Linked DNA regions of Mus musculus: regions 2, 3 and 4 are each linked to region 1. Evidence: chromatin contacts called from public HiChIP or PLAC-seq and promoter capture Hi-C data. All regions are on one chromosome and are shown on one strand. Each heading gives the region's core, a stretch centred on a gene start, on an enhancer-like site or on the middle of the called end of the contact. The rest is flanking DNA. Distances are from core to core; before and after follow the strand shown.

Region 1 (3,116 bases), core at 443-2,942:
TATTTGTGTATCTGCCTTACTTTGCTTAATATGATACTCTCCCGTTCCCCCACTCCCACCCCAATGTCATGAATTTGATTTCCTTTTTTAAAAAATTATGTATATGAGTACACTGTAGCTGTGTTCAGACACACCAGAAAAGAGCATCGGATCCCATTACAAACGGTTGTGAGCCACCATGTGGTTTCTGGGAACTGAACTCAGGACCTCTGGAAGAGTAGTCAATGCTCTTAATGGCTGAGCCACCTCTCCTGCCCTTGATTTTCTTTATAACTAAATAAAACTCCATTGTACACATAATAATTCTTATTCATTTGTTGATGGGCACCTAGGCTTTCTCTATAGCTTGGCTATTGCAAATATGGCCAACATCCCACTCTCAGCTGGACTAGAAGATTAATTGTTTAAAAACTTACATGATACTAAGATATTACTGTTTCCTTATTCTCTACCTTCTCCTGTTTTTCTATTACAAGTTCTTGTGAAAAAATATAAAAGCAAAATTCTGGGCCTTTAGGCCCAGGCTTGGGAATGTGACTCAATGCTCCAAGGTATGCTAGTCATAAAACAGACATTCCTCTACCCACCGCTTCCTGGGTTCAAAGAGTGTTCATTCAAAGAAAGTTACCCTGACCCCCCCCCCCTGACCATTGCTGGAACCCGCTATGCAAATGTGCCATTGTTAGGGGCTCTTAGAAACTGTCTTGAGAGATAACCCGAACAATTACCAGGTATTCCTTGTGACTCTTGTGACTTTGCACTTCCTTTTGACTCTTAACTGGTATCTTTGGTATTTTCCAACAATGCCTTCCCCACTTCCTTGAGTTGTGGTTTCTTCCTTTAAATACCCCCTTACCCAGCTACTTGGGGCGCCAGGGACCTCTACCCCTGCGTGGTGTATTACTGTGGTCCCGAGAGCACTCTTGAATTAAAAGTCCTCTTGCAGTTTGCAGCAAGACCGTTTCTCATGCGTGATTTGGGGTGTCGCCTCTCCTGAGTCAGAACGTGGGGGAGTCCTCATGTTGTGGGTCTTTCACTTGGAGAGCAGAAATCCTTATAATCCCCACATAGCCTGGGAAAAAAATCCTGTACAGTAAGAACTTAAATTGTTGTTGGAATTCTTTCTTTGTTCTTCGAATTATTAATCTTTAAACCTAGCTGGCATTCAGATATTTCTGAAAATGAAATTGGAAAATATTTTAAAGTCTAGAGTGCTTCGCTTGAATACCAGGGACCCACCTGGCAGCCCAGGAGAACTGTCTCTCCTGTCTCTGTCCCTAGTACCCACGACAGAATCATTTTAATTTCCTTCTATGTGTAATCTACTAAAGTGCTTGCTGGTGGGAACCAAGTTTTGTTTTTAATGAGCTTCAGTGCTTGAAATGGTGGCTGGTGGGTAGCTGATTCCCACAAAGTTGCAATCTGGGTAAGCGACAGACTAGTTAGTACATTGCTTTCAAGGTTTTACCAGGTGGGGCAATGACTTTGGTAACTGAAGTTGGAGAATGTTAAATCATGAACAATGCCGACCCAGGAAATGGAGAATTTTCGTTTCCCTGAAGAAAAGGCCTAAAACAGTTGGTCCTCCAGTGCACCAGAGGGCCAAGCAGAGAGACGCGAAACTGCAAGTGTGTGATACGCTTTGGACTTCCACGGGCACTGGTCGATGCTACAACGCGGTCTCATCCCCACAATCCTCAGCAGCAAGGACTGCGGGTCCCATGATGCTATGCTGCTACGCTGGATTCGGTCTGGGAAGCTTGCTGCGGGACTAACTCGCCGCCCGCAAATGGGCGCCAGAAGGTTCTCCAAGACCCCGCTTTCTTAGGGCGGTAAAGGCGGGAAGAGATGGGAAAAGGGCGATGTGCTAGGGGGATAAGCTCTGAGTCGTGTTAAGTGTGGCTCTGTGAAGAGGCCTAGCTTTGTAGAAGAAAAACCTCTCAAGTAGGTGCTTTGGTGACAGACCGGAAACTACATTTCCCAGCATCCTGATGGTGAGAGGACTTCATTGTCCGAAAGCCTCAGCGAAAATCAACGCGTATTCCGCTTCCCCTTGCTGACCTGCGGGGCTCCGAGACTATGAGGAGCCGCTGGATTTGGCGGTTCCTGCGCCCTGACGGCGGCGGAATCCGCTGGACTTCAACTCCTCATGGGCGTCTGTCACCCGCCCTGCGGAGAGGTGAGACGAAGACTCGCTCAGGGAGAAGGTTCGGGCGGGTGTGCCCGCTCAGGCGTCCGCGAGAGTGACACACCCCCTGCAGGGCCCCGCCCACCCGCGCAGAGCCACCCGCGAGCTCCGGGGATGGTGGGTCTTGGGCGTTCCAGACAGGGTCTGGCTGGAGGGCTTCCTTCCTCCTAGACCCAGCCCCTGCGGACCTGCGCCTCCTCTCGGCTTGAGTTGGTGGGGGCGCGGGGCGGGGTTCCGTCTCCATTTATGAACTCTTAGGTAGTTTGCGGGTGTTCTGATTTACAAATCACATAGTAGGGTTTTGTTTTGTTTTTTAAGTGTCCTGGAACCTATGCGTTTCCAAACACTTTGTTAGTCTGTATATCCTGGAGAATATCTTACTTTACTCTGAGAACTATTTCCAAGGCTTTTTTTTATACTTGTGCTTTTCAGTTTTTCCGCCGTAAAAGGCATCCCAACCTCCACATTTCGTTCTTCCTGGATCTGTGTATGATGATAAACTGAGTTATTCAGTACCCAAAAACACTTCTCCGCCCTCCACACTTGTGTGGTTTTGTTGTTTGCCACTGTTTTGTTTTCACCCTGTTATTTAATTGTATTTGTTCCGCTGACTTTCAATCAAGGCTGCCCTTGCAAGGCTACTGTTTAGCTGCTAGAATTAGTCACATCTTTGAATCCATATTTAGGTAGTTATTATAAATACACATTCTGGTGGACTTTTCAGAAAAGGGTGGCGAGGTGGGTCCACTGGTAGAAACTTGTGCTGCACACAAGCATAACAACACAAAGTTGAACCCCCAGCCACTTCCAGGTTCAATAAAAGCTGCCCTATCAAAGACTTAGGAAGGGCATGACAGAGCAGGATACAAAGACCTCCTCTGTTCTCTCCTTAGGTATGTGTGCCCTCACACACAAAGGGGTAGCATTG
Region 2 (3,116 bases), core at 321-2,820, 440 kb before region 1:
ACAAATTATTGAGAAAATGTTATGGTGATGGCTCCAGACCTCTCTTCCTGTTCCAACAGAAAGATGGGTAAGAATTAAGGAAAGAGTGAGAGAGAAAGAACAAATGTCAAACTTTAAGAACTGTTGGGTCTTAATGGAAGTTCTGTGAGATTTCAGAGTTCTCCAAGTTTTCTGCTATTTGAAATTGTACAAAATAAATTGGAAAGGAAATCCACTGTGATGATCTGGATCAATACTTAGGACTTGTGTTGAAAAGTAGATAAGAACAAAATAAAAAGGCAGCTTCAAGGGAAAATAGACTCATAAGTATCATTCCTCAACAGTAGTGGTAAATGTAATCTGATTGTAAGCCTTTGTATCCATTTAGATGAAACAATGAGATTAGAAAAACCTAATTAGTGAATTAATGAGCCTAATAGATGGCACTTAGGGATAAGTAGAAAGAACCTTCTTTGCTGCTTTCAAATCCATGTGTTGTTTTGTGTTTAAGGTAGACAACTTAATTTAACAACATTCATTTGGAAATGGAATATAATATGAAAATTAGACTGGGCAATAAAAGAAACACAAACTTCACATTCAGTCATTAAAACTGCTTCACGCTATAATTTCTAATTTTGTTATGTTTACCTGTAATGACTTAAAAAATCATGCGGACCTTACTGTAGGCTTTAAAAAGAAACATCAACATTTCTACCACACCCAGTCATAGTACTGTAGCCCTTTAAAACATCTTTTAGTATTTGGTTATGTGATTTATCATAACCAATTTTCTATAAGGTTATATATCTTTACTATTGATTTTTTTATGAAGAAATTGGAATATATATAAACAGCCTTCTGAAACTTTCTTCTGACTTAGCAATGTATCATGAACATTTTTCAACTTCAGAATCTTAGAGTATATGTTGTTGCTTTTAATGGATGTATATGCTTTGCTAAATAAATATTTCATAATCTGTTTATTCAATTCAATGTTGATGGCCATTAACAGTAGGTTAATTCAGTAAAAACATGTCAGCAATCTAGAAACCACATACATACCAAAAGAGAATTTTGGAAGATGAATAAAGCACTTCCTGGCAGTCTCCTTATTTTAATATTAAACTGATAGGGCTGGAAGGTGACTCAGAGGACAGAATGTTCATCAACTTCAGAGGTTAAATTATTACCAGAATCCACCAACGATTGCCTTGAATTTTACTCTAATTAAAATCAGTCTCAGAGAACACACCCATTTCAGCCCAGGATGGGGTGTTTGAAGAGAGAGAACAGAAGGTGACAGATACAGTGTATCTTTTAGCAGTACAGTCTCACTCTTTGCCTGGCATTGTGAGGGAAAACAAACATGAGGATTCTTGGCAGTAGTGTTTCCAAGGTTACAAGCCTGTGCAGTTGTACCTTCATGGATACCACCAATACACCTAGAGCCCTACACAGTTTACCCTTGTATTACACAGATGCTTCCATGAAACAAACAAACAAATGATGGACATGACCTTGGAATGACAGTGAAGTTGTGATGCGTTTTTCAGACTACCGTTCTCATGCTTATATACTCTCCCTCAAGTCTATGTGTTAAGGGGAGATAGTCTGGGGCTGTTCTACTGCATCATAACTGGTGAGTGCCCCCCCAAAACCCAGAAAGTTTGTCAAATAACAAAGTTCTGACACAACATAGAGAAAATAAAGAGCTACATCACCAAGGGATAGCCCACATCTGACTAATCATCTATCAGCATAGAGCTTTGCAGAAGTGAAGATTCTTAAGCCCTACCCTCAAAGAGTCTGTTTCCATGACTACAGTACTCCCCCCCTCCCCCCAGGAAGACAAAGTCATGAAAAGGCGTCTTAACCGTACCTGGTTTATTATAAGTAAATTGTAATTAATTGGCAAATAAAATTTGATGATTTTAAATAAAATGATGTGATCTAATGGTTATAAACATTTATTAATTGAAGGACTATTACCTAGCCTCTACATAGTGTTCTAACTATTAAGGGGATGGAGGTAAAGAGATAAAATTTTTATTCAAGGGAAGATTTTTTGATATGTGAGGCAAGTTACCAAATAGGTCTGAATTCTGTAAATTAAAACACAAGTCTTTCCAAGACAGGCAAAGAGGTTAAGTTTGAGGGAGCATAATCAAAATGCTCTAAGAAACTGGCACATAAGCTGAGAATTGGGAAAAGAACTGACCAGATATGAGAATGGCCAAAGAATATGTCAGCTGTCCAGATCTCTGGCATAGATACCCAGAGCCTGAAGGAACTTATACTGAGGCCAAACAGAATGAAGTCCCTTGTGGGAAAACAGCAAAGAGTGATATGAAATGGAATAGAGGGATGGGCAGGGATCAAGGCCAGGACTTTGGATTTATTCAAATCAAATGAACAAGAAGCCAATATGAACTAACCAGTACCCCCAGAACTCCCTGGGACTAAACCACCAAACAAAGAAAACGATGGTGGGACTCATGGCTCTAGCTGCATATGTAGCAGAAGATGGCCTAGTCGGTCATCAATGGGAGGAGAGGCCCTTGGTCCTGTGAAGGTTCTATGCCCCAGTATCGGGGAATGCCAGGGCCAGGAAGAGGGAATGGGTGGGTTGGGGAGCAGGGGAAGGGGGAGGAGGATAGGGGATTTTTCGGAGGGGAAACTAAAGAAGGGGATAACATTTGACCAGTAAATAAAGAAAATATCTAATAAAAAAAAAAGAAGCCAATTAAAAGATGGTAAGGGAAGGAAAGATGTGGACTTTATGTGAACTTTATATCTAACTGGTTAAATAGAAATGATGTGAGCATGAAGCAATCCCAGGCACAGTAGAAATTCATAGGCTCCTGCTACATCCCAAGAACAACTGCTTGGCTGCCAAAGGTGGAGTGTATCAGCAAAAGAGTAACAGGGTCTCTCGCTAGATGAAATAGAGCTGCAGATGGGTTACAGGAGAAGAGGAGAGAGGAGATAGGAATAAGTCTTTGTTGAGGAGCTAAAGTGGTGGATGTGGTATTGTTATCTGTTAAAAGTAAAGGAGAAAGCAGTCAGGTTCAGGAGAAAATTGCTTGACTTTGAGCACAAGTTTGAAATCTTCAGTGTCCAAATGAAAATATATA
Region 3 (3,116 bases), core at 323-2,822, 300 kb before region 1:
ACTAACTTGTCCACGTCATACAACAGAGCTTCAGCTTTCTCCAGCAGGCATGTGTTCCTTCATATGTACATTCATGATCAGAATCTGAGTTTATGGCCCATGGGTAGCTATAGGTGTTCTCTTGGCCTGGTATTATTTTGTAGTGAGGAAAATGGAAGGAAAGATAAAGATGAGAGGAGGACACACAGAATCGTCAACTATTATGAATGGTGGTGAGCCTGAGCCAGAGTTTACTGATTAGACTCATGAAGCAGGTAAACAAGGGTAGGCACAGAGCAGAGCCCTGGGAAAGGGGAGCTTCAGTTTATGATGGAGTGTGGGAGCTTGGGGAAAATGTTAGTGGTAAAGGAGGGATTAGAACTTGTTCTCAGGCTGCCACTAACTACTGGGTATCAGCCTTTCATCTAGACAGTGCACCTCACTCATGCTTTCTCCCTTCATCCCTAATAATGGGGTGAATGAGGTAGGAGAATCAACCTAAGAGATTTCTTTATCAACTCACCCAATTGACTCTTCATGTCAGGTCATAAATGTAGGCTTTAAGACATCTTCATTGCAATTGTAGCAGCAGGAGAGCAGGAGAATAAGAGAAATCTCAGTGCAGGTGTTCCAACAAAGGGCTATGGGAATGCAGGTGAAAGAGCAAGGCTTGGCAACTGAGGCTTCCTGGTGTGCTGATTGAAGAAGAGGCTTGTGCACTGGGCCTGGAGGGTAAGTAGGATTGCAGAAGGCTCTCAGGAGGCAGCACGTGAGAGAGGCCCTGTAGAGAGACCTGGAGGTGTGAAAATGTAACTGTCACAGTTTTACCTGTTGATGAGGGTTAAGTGAGGACTCAGTGGTGGTGGAGGCTGGCTTTTTAGTCAAGCGACCTGGGCTTGGTGAGCTGACCATCACTAGCCGAGGTTGCCTTTGTGTACATCTGACCCTCTATTCGCACAGCAATATTTTGATTTACTAAAGGCTTCTAAAATACAACAAAATGTAGTTTTAATGGGATGCATTAGAAGATCAATGTGTTCCATTATGGAGTAGGGGAGGGGGAGGGGGAGAGAGAAAAAAAAACATTGATTTTCCTTGAAAAAAAATTGTTAACGTGCTTGAAGCAGAAGGATGAATAAATGTCTACTGGAAGGGATTCTAACCAATGGGACAAAGTGCCTATGTTCTCTACCATTCGTTCTCCTTGACTTTCTCATCAAGGAGAACAAGTAGACAGGAGAATGAATGCCAGGATCTGGAAGGAATGTTGATGACCTTGCTTCCTGTACTACCTATGGAAGCTAGAAGAGATGAAAGGAAGATGGACCAGGACCAATCTAGAAAATGATTGGCAGAAAGGCCCTGAGGCACAAAGAGAGTACTGGTTATCTACGGAGCTCCAACCAGGCCTGGCATTATAGTCCCCTAGAGTAATGTTCATTCAAGCAGATTGACCATTTTTTTCACAGTGATATTTCATTGGAATGGGATTTTGCTGGAAATGGATTTGGTGATGACTCTTAATGAGTGTCACCCTGCTGACTTGATCGGGGCTGTGTTCTGCCAGCCATCTGTTAGCATTGCACAGCGCCCTGAAGCATGTGCCATAAGTGAGTCCCTGTCCTGTGTGGTCTTGGCAGTTATGGTCAGAGGGGCAGAGTGCATTGTGACAGCCTCTTAGAATTCACGTTGCAACTATAGAATTTCTATGGAAATCCTCTGTTTTAGCACCTTTGATGACATGCCAGGGCTTGAATTAACACAAGTGCCCCAGATCAGTACCAAATCACTACATATCAAAGCCATGGAAATAAATACTTTATCAGGCTGAGTTACTCAATCCTTTAGGATCTGAATTTAAGGAATGAAGCTTTAACAATAATGGTAGTTGGCTAATAGGCCAGAGCATATGGGTACCGGGAGCTGTTTTGATATCTGCAATTGATTACAAACATCTTAAATTAATTTTTTCAGGAAATTGAACAATAAAAATCAAAGCTCTTAAGACCTTCCTGAGGATCTAAGTTACTGCTTCTTTAGCATTCACATGACTGTGTGCACATACCCATAAATTCCCAGAGTTACAGGGCAATTACTGCTGAGGTCTGGGCAGAGAAATGGGATTTAACCATCTGCTCTCAAAACATGTCCCAGCCAACCCAGAATATTCACTCTGACAAACCCTCCTACAACACCAGAGCTATGCTTTTTCTGAATAAACATATTTTGCCAGAAAGCCTGAAACAATATCTATCCCATAATGCTCATAGTCAGTACTGTCATTCCAATAACAAGCCAAGTGTACTGTCAGGTGTGTGGCTGTTATCTTCACTTCTTCCCATTTTTTCACTTTCTCCACCTACCCAGCAAACATGTATTGATCTGTCTAGATTTGGAAATGCAGTAATATGAAAGTAGGTGCTAGTATTCTAGTCCTCAGTGGCAAGGGACAGAGAAGTCACTACAGTACAGTTTGGTGGCAGGTGAGAGGGTGAAGAGAAGCACTGAGTAGATGACTGGAGGAAAAAAGAGAGCATCTACCCTATGTCAGGTCACCTTGGGATACAGGTTGCCATCCATCTCACATAGGCCTATCACAGAACATCTGTGTGGTTTTTGAGGCTTTTGTTGATGATGGTGGTGATGATGATGATGATGATGGTATTTTTTCTTTGTTTGTTTGTACAGGCCCAGCCTAGTCAGCCCCCAAGATCTCATATCTATATTCTTATCCCTAGGTGCTTACAAATTCTAGGACCAAAGTCTTGGACTATCATAAATGTGTTAGTTTCCAGCCTACCCTAACCTCATTCTCAAAGCCCTAAGGAAAGTCTACCACATATTCAATTATCAATTTCCACCCCTCCAGGAATTTTTAACACTCACTGCATCCAAGATCCTATGCTAGACATATTACAGGAGTAAGTAGAAAATGCCTCATTCCTTCCAGGGTGTGTCCTTTGGGACAATTACTGCCGAAATGCAAGTCAGGGCATGACGACTGTCAACACAGATTGTTTGGCAAATGTGTAGCAGAAACACCATGGCTTCACTGAGCCAGAAGAGTAAGAATGTATTAGGAGGAAGTGGTAGTTGTTCTGGGTCACAAAGATTGGTTCAGATGTCAAGACAAAAAA
Region 4 (3,116 bases), core at 180-2,679, 280 kb before region 1:
TTGTTAGTAAAAGGCATGATTAATCCCAAAACCGGGTTCCCTCTCCTAGAGTTCTACTCTGCTCTGCTCTCTGTTTCTTCTAGTAGCTGAGAGCTGTTAAGACTGCTACACGAAGTCAAGACTGTGAAGGAATGTGCTGCCCCGCCCCCCAGCTCACTTGGGGGTGCTCATTCCTTGTGCCAAGGTTCTTTCCTTCTCTCAGATTCAAAGCACACAGGCTCGAATCATGGATGCAAGCATCTGGGCACCATTAGACGCTGGTAGATTAAACAGAATACTCCTTTTTAGCCTGGGTTTTCTTGTTCAACCTTGACAAATTGCAAAGGAAATCAGAGCCCAGCAGAGCCCCCTCTCACTGAGGCGTGTGTGCTGCGCAGACCTCTCACCTCTCCTCCTGAGTGTCTGTCAGCACTGAGAGAATCCTGACAGATGACGCCACTAATATAACAGAAAATGGCAGCAGAACTGGAATTGAACAGTACCATTCTGAGCTCCAGGTAACTATGGATCTTGTAGGAGGATCTTGTGGGTCATTTAACTTTTATCAAGAAGGGACCAAACATTCCAAACTGTGGTTGCCTTTTGCTTATTCCTGTTTGGCCTGGCAGGTGTACTTTACAATAGGGAAGGAGAGGCTAAATCAGAGGGTTTTAGACATAAACTTGTTTGCATACTATTTGATATTTGTGAGTAATGTGAGGTTATGCACATGCAGAGGCAAGCGGATTTCTGAGTTCGAGGCCAGCCTGGTCTACAAAGTGAGTTCCAGGACAGCCAGGGCTACACAGAGAAACCCTGTCTCAAAAAAACAAACAGACAAACAAAAAACAAAAACAAAAAAAAACCAAAAAAACAAAAACAAAAAAAAAAACAAAAGAAAGAAAGAAAAAGAAAAAGAAAAAAGAAAAAAAAAGAACAAGAAATGACAGTCATTACCAAGAGCCAATTGTTCTGATCCACAAGCTCTCTGGAAACCTTCCCAATATATCTTAAGATAGGCACCATCATTGTGGCCATTTTGCTTATAAGAAAATTGAGCCAAGAATGGATAAGAACTTACCTAACAATACATAGCTGGTACATGGTTGGGCCAAGAAGTTGATAACCATCTATATATCCCAAATCTTAAGCATTCTGATATCATTAACCCTCATGTCAAAATTGAAAAAAAAAAATCTGAACTGCCAAATGAGTGATTACAATTGATTTACTAATTTCTTAAATGCTTAGTGGATTTTTATATGGCACATACACTAAGCACATTTCCTACAGGACACACTTTTCTGTAAAAAGGAGTTTAGCAAAATTCTGGTCGTTACTTCTCTTCAGTCAATACTGGTTGATCTGACGGCAGCAGCGTGCTCAGGGGCACTCACTTTGAACCCTGAAGCCTCCCAGTCACTGTATCTGCTCTAGGAGCAAACCTTCCCTTCCGATGGATACCCCCCTTGCTTGTCGCTGCCTCCACTGCTGATCTTATCCACTTCATCTGGAACTCCATAGGCTTGCTCATGTAATTTAATTTGTTTTTCGCTGGCATACAAAATAATGGATTTCATTATGGCACTTCCTTCATGGTTGTTACTGTGTCTTGTTTATGGTTTCTTCTTGCTCCTCCCTCACCATCTGGTCTCCTTCCTCCCTCTCTATAGTTTCTCCTTTGCTTTCATGTACCGTTGGCGTTAGAAGTCTCAGAATATAAGGGGGTGGGGGTAGACAGCAAAGGTACCTGGGCTTCCCATGCACAGGGCACAAAGTTCGCTGAAGTCAGTGTTTCCTGACTCCCCTCTGAACACTTCACTTAGCAGTTACTTTTCAGTGCCCTCTTGCTAGTTTCAAAGGCACAAGAAGTATGAAATGATTTATGGTTTTAGCATTCACGGGATGCCCTTTGCAAGCAAGGCAGTGCAGGATAGAGTGTTGCTTCCTTACTGTGGAGTCCTACCTTAGCATTATCATACTTAACATCCTTGTAATCTCACATTCTTTCTGTAAGCAAATCCATTCAGGTTCTGGCGTGCTCTAAGATATATGGTGTAAAGATTAGTATGTTTTTAAAATCTCAGTTGAATGTTCAGAGGTTTGAAATCAAGAGCGTTACGAATTTGTCTGAAAAATACCCCAAAGGAGAGAACAGAGGCAGGAGGGAAGCAGTTAAGGGAAGAAATTGGTTTGATAAGAGTGGGTTTATTAGCTGTTTGTGGTTTAGCTTGGTGAGTGGACATTCAATACCTTTTGATAAGACATCAAGATTGGCATCTCACAGTCTACATAAATGTAGACTAAAGCATTTCTAACTATAAGCTTGGTTCATCTCTATGAATTTGAAAACATGCAACCTCCCCCACCCTCATCCCATGTGTATCTGTAAACTCATTGTTTGTGAATTCGATAAATTATGTGAGCCTCTGTCTTCACTTTCCAAAGGTAAAAGAGAAGTACCTTTGAATACAAGTTGTATGATTGAGCTGAGAGTCAAAATGCTAAGGCAGGGATGAGAGAGATGCTAGATAAGGCAAAGGCACTAAAAGTTAGGAGCTACAGAGAACTTAAGCACTGTATGTAAAGGAAGGCATCCAGCAAAAGAATATGGCAGAAAGTATTCGGAGTATCTAATGAGCCATAAAGCAATGCAAATGAGCTTTATTATTAAGGCAAGTATCCTGTCATAATACATGCTGTAGTAGTGTGATCCTAATGAGAACCTTTAAGAGAGGCTATTGATGTTCTTAATTGTGTGTAGGTTAAGTGTCACAACTGTTTTCAGTGCATGGTATTAGTGAGTTGAAGAGAGCCTGGAGAGCAATAAAAACAGCAAAGCGCTTTGGCAGTGGTGCTAAGTTAACAAAAAATGTCTGAACCTTCAACAATTGCTTTTGGAAATGGAGATAAACATATGCCACCTTCGTTCTCTGGCAAAGAATGTTAAGAATTGGCAATTTCTTTACAACTACTTGATAACCAGGTTTATCTAATGATTTGGCTCATTCCTTATTCACTGATCAGTCACTTAGAAAAGGTGTTCTGCACCTCTTCTTAACCCCCTCTGTACTATCAGATTGCATGTCATAAATATGGAATTCCCCCATGAGACATAGGCTTGTCCTAAGAAGCTC

Evidence for each region. Promoter capture Hi-C pulls out the DNA fragments that hold promoters and counts their contacts. HiChIP or PLAC-seq counts read pairs in DNA pulled down with a chosen protein or histone mark.
Region 2: a contact with region 1 is called in an H3K4me3 HiChIP or PLAC-seq map of forebrain, with 13 times the contacts expected there. The contact joins the promoter of 4930567K12Rik here to the promoter of Ccdc90b in region 1. A contact is called at or near these places in 14 of 39 promoter capture datasets (the C10 cell line, cancer-associated fibroblasts, cranial neural crest and 9 more), 2 of 15 datasets of contacts at CTCF or cohesin (large pre-B cells and pro-B cells), 50 of 484 Hi-C or Micro-C datasets (B cells, the C2C12 cell line, the HL-1 cell line and 38 more), 18 of 115 datasets of contacts at active chromatin or transcription factors (acute myeloid leukemia, astrocytes, cardiomyocytes and 13 more) and 3 of 9 other capture datasets (adipose tissue, liver and macrophages).
Region 3: a contact with region 1 is called in a promoter capture Hi-C map of hippocampal neurons, with 4 times the contacts expected there. The contact joins the enhancer-like site here to the promoter of Ccdc90b in region 1. A contact is called at or near these places in 9 of 39 promoter capture datasets (the 3T3-L1 cell line, 3T3-L1-derived adipocytes, the C10 cell line and 4 more).
Region 4: a promoter capture Hi-C map of frontonasal cranial neural crest shows a contact between it and region 1, with 5 times the contacts expected there. The contact joins the enhancer-like site here to the promoter of Ccdc90b in region 1. A contact is called at or near these places in 8 of 39 promoter capture datasets (the 3T3-L1 cell line, 3T3-L1-derived adipocytes, the C10 cell line and 3 more).

Annotation. Positions count from the first base shown.
Region 1 is chr7:92,559,457-92,562,572 of GRCm38.p6, forward strand. Ccdc90b (coiled-coil domain containing 90B) reads left to right here and starts at 1,693. Exons shown (of 9, transcript NM_025515.3): 1 at 1,693-2,179. The coding sequence starts at 2,080.
Region 2 is chr7:92,117,941-92,121,056 of GRCm38.p6, forward strand. 4930567K12Rik (RIKEN cDNA 4930567K12 gene) reads right to left here and starts at 1,571. Exons shown (of 7, transcript NR_131016.1): 1 at 1,045-1,571. The region is part of intron 12 of Dlg2 (discs large MAGUK scaffold protein 2); the gene reads left to right.
Region 3 is chr7:92,263,064-92,266,179 of GRCm38.p6, forward strand. All of the region lies in intron 13 of Dlg2 (discs large MAGUK scaffold protein 2), which reads left to right. Among named protein-coding and RNA genes, the nearest start is that of 4930567K12Rik, 150 kb to the left of the region's middle. Within about 2 kb of position 1,573, at least 16 of the 459 cell types and tissues checked have an H3K27ac peak or open chromatin away from gene starts, as enhancers often do. A contact at or near this core is called in hippocampal neurons, where this site is marked.
Region 4 is chr7:92,280,927-92,284,042 of GRCm38.p6, forward strand. The region is part of intron 13 of Dlg2 (discs large MAGUK scaffold protein 2); the gene reads left to right. Among named protein-coding and RNA genes, the nearest start is that of 4930567K12Rik, 160 kb to the left of the region's middle. Within about 2 kb of position 1,430, at least 9 of the 459 cell types and tissues checked have an H3K27ac peak or open chromatin away from gene starts, as enhancers often do.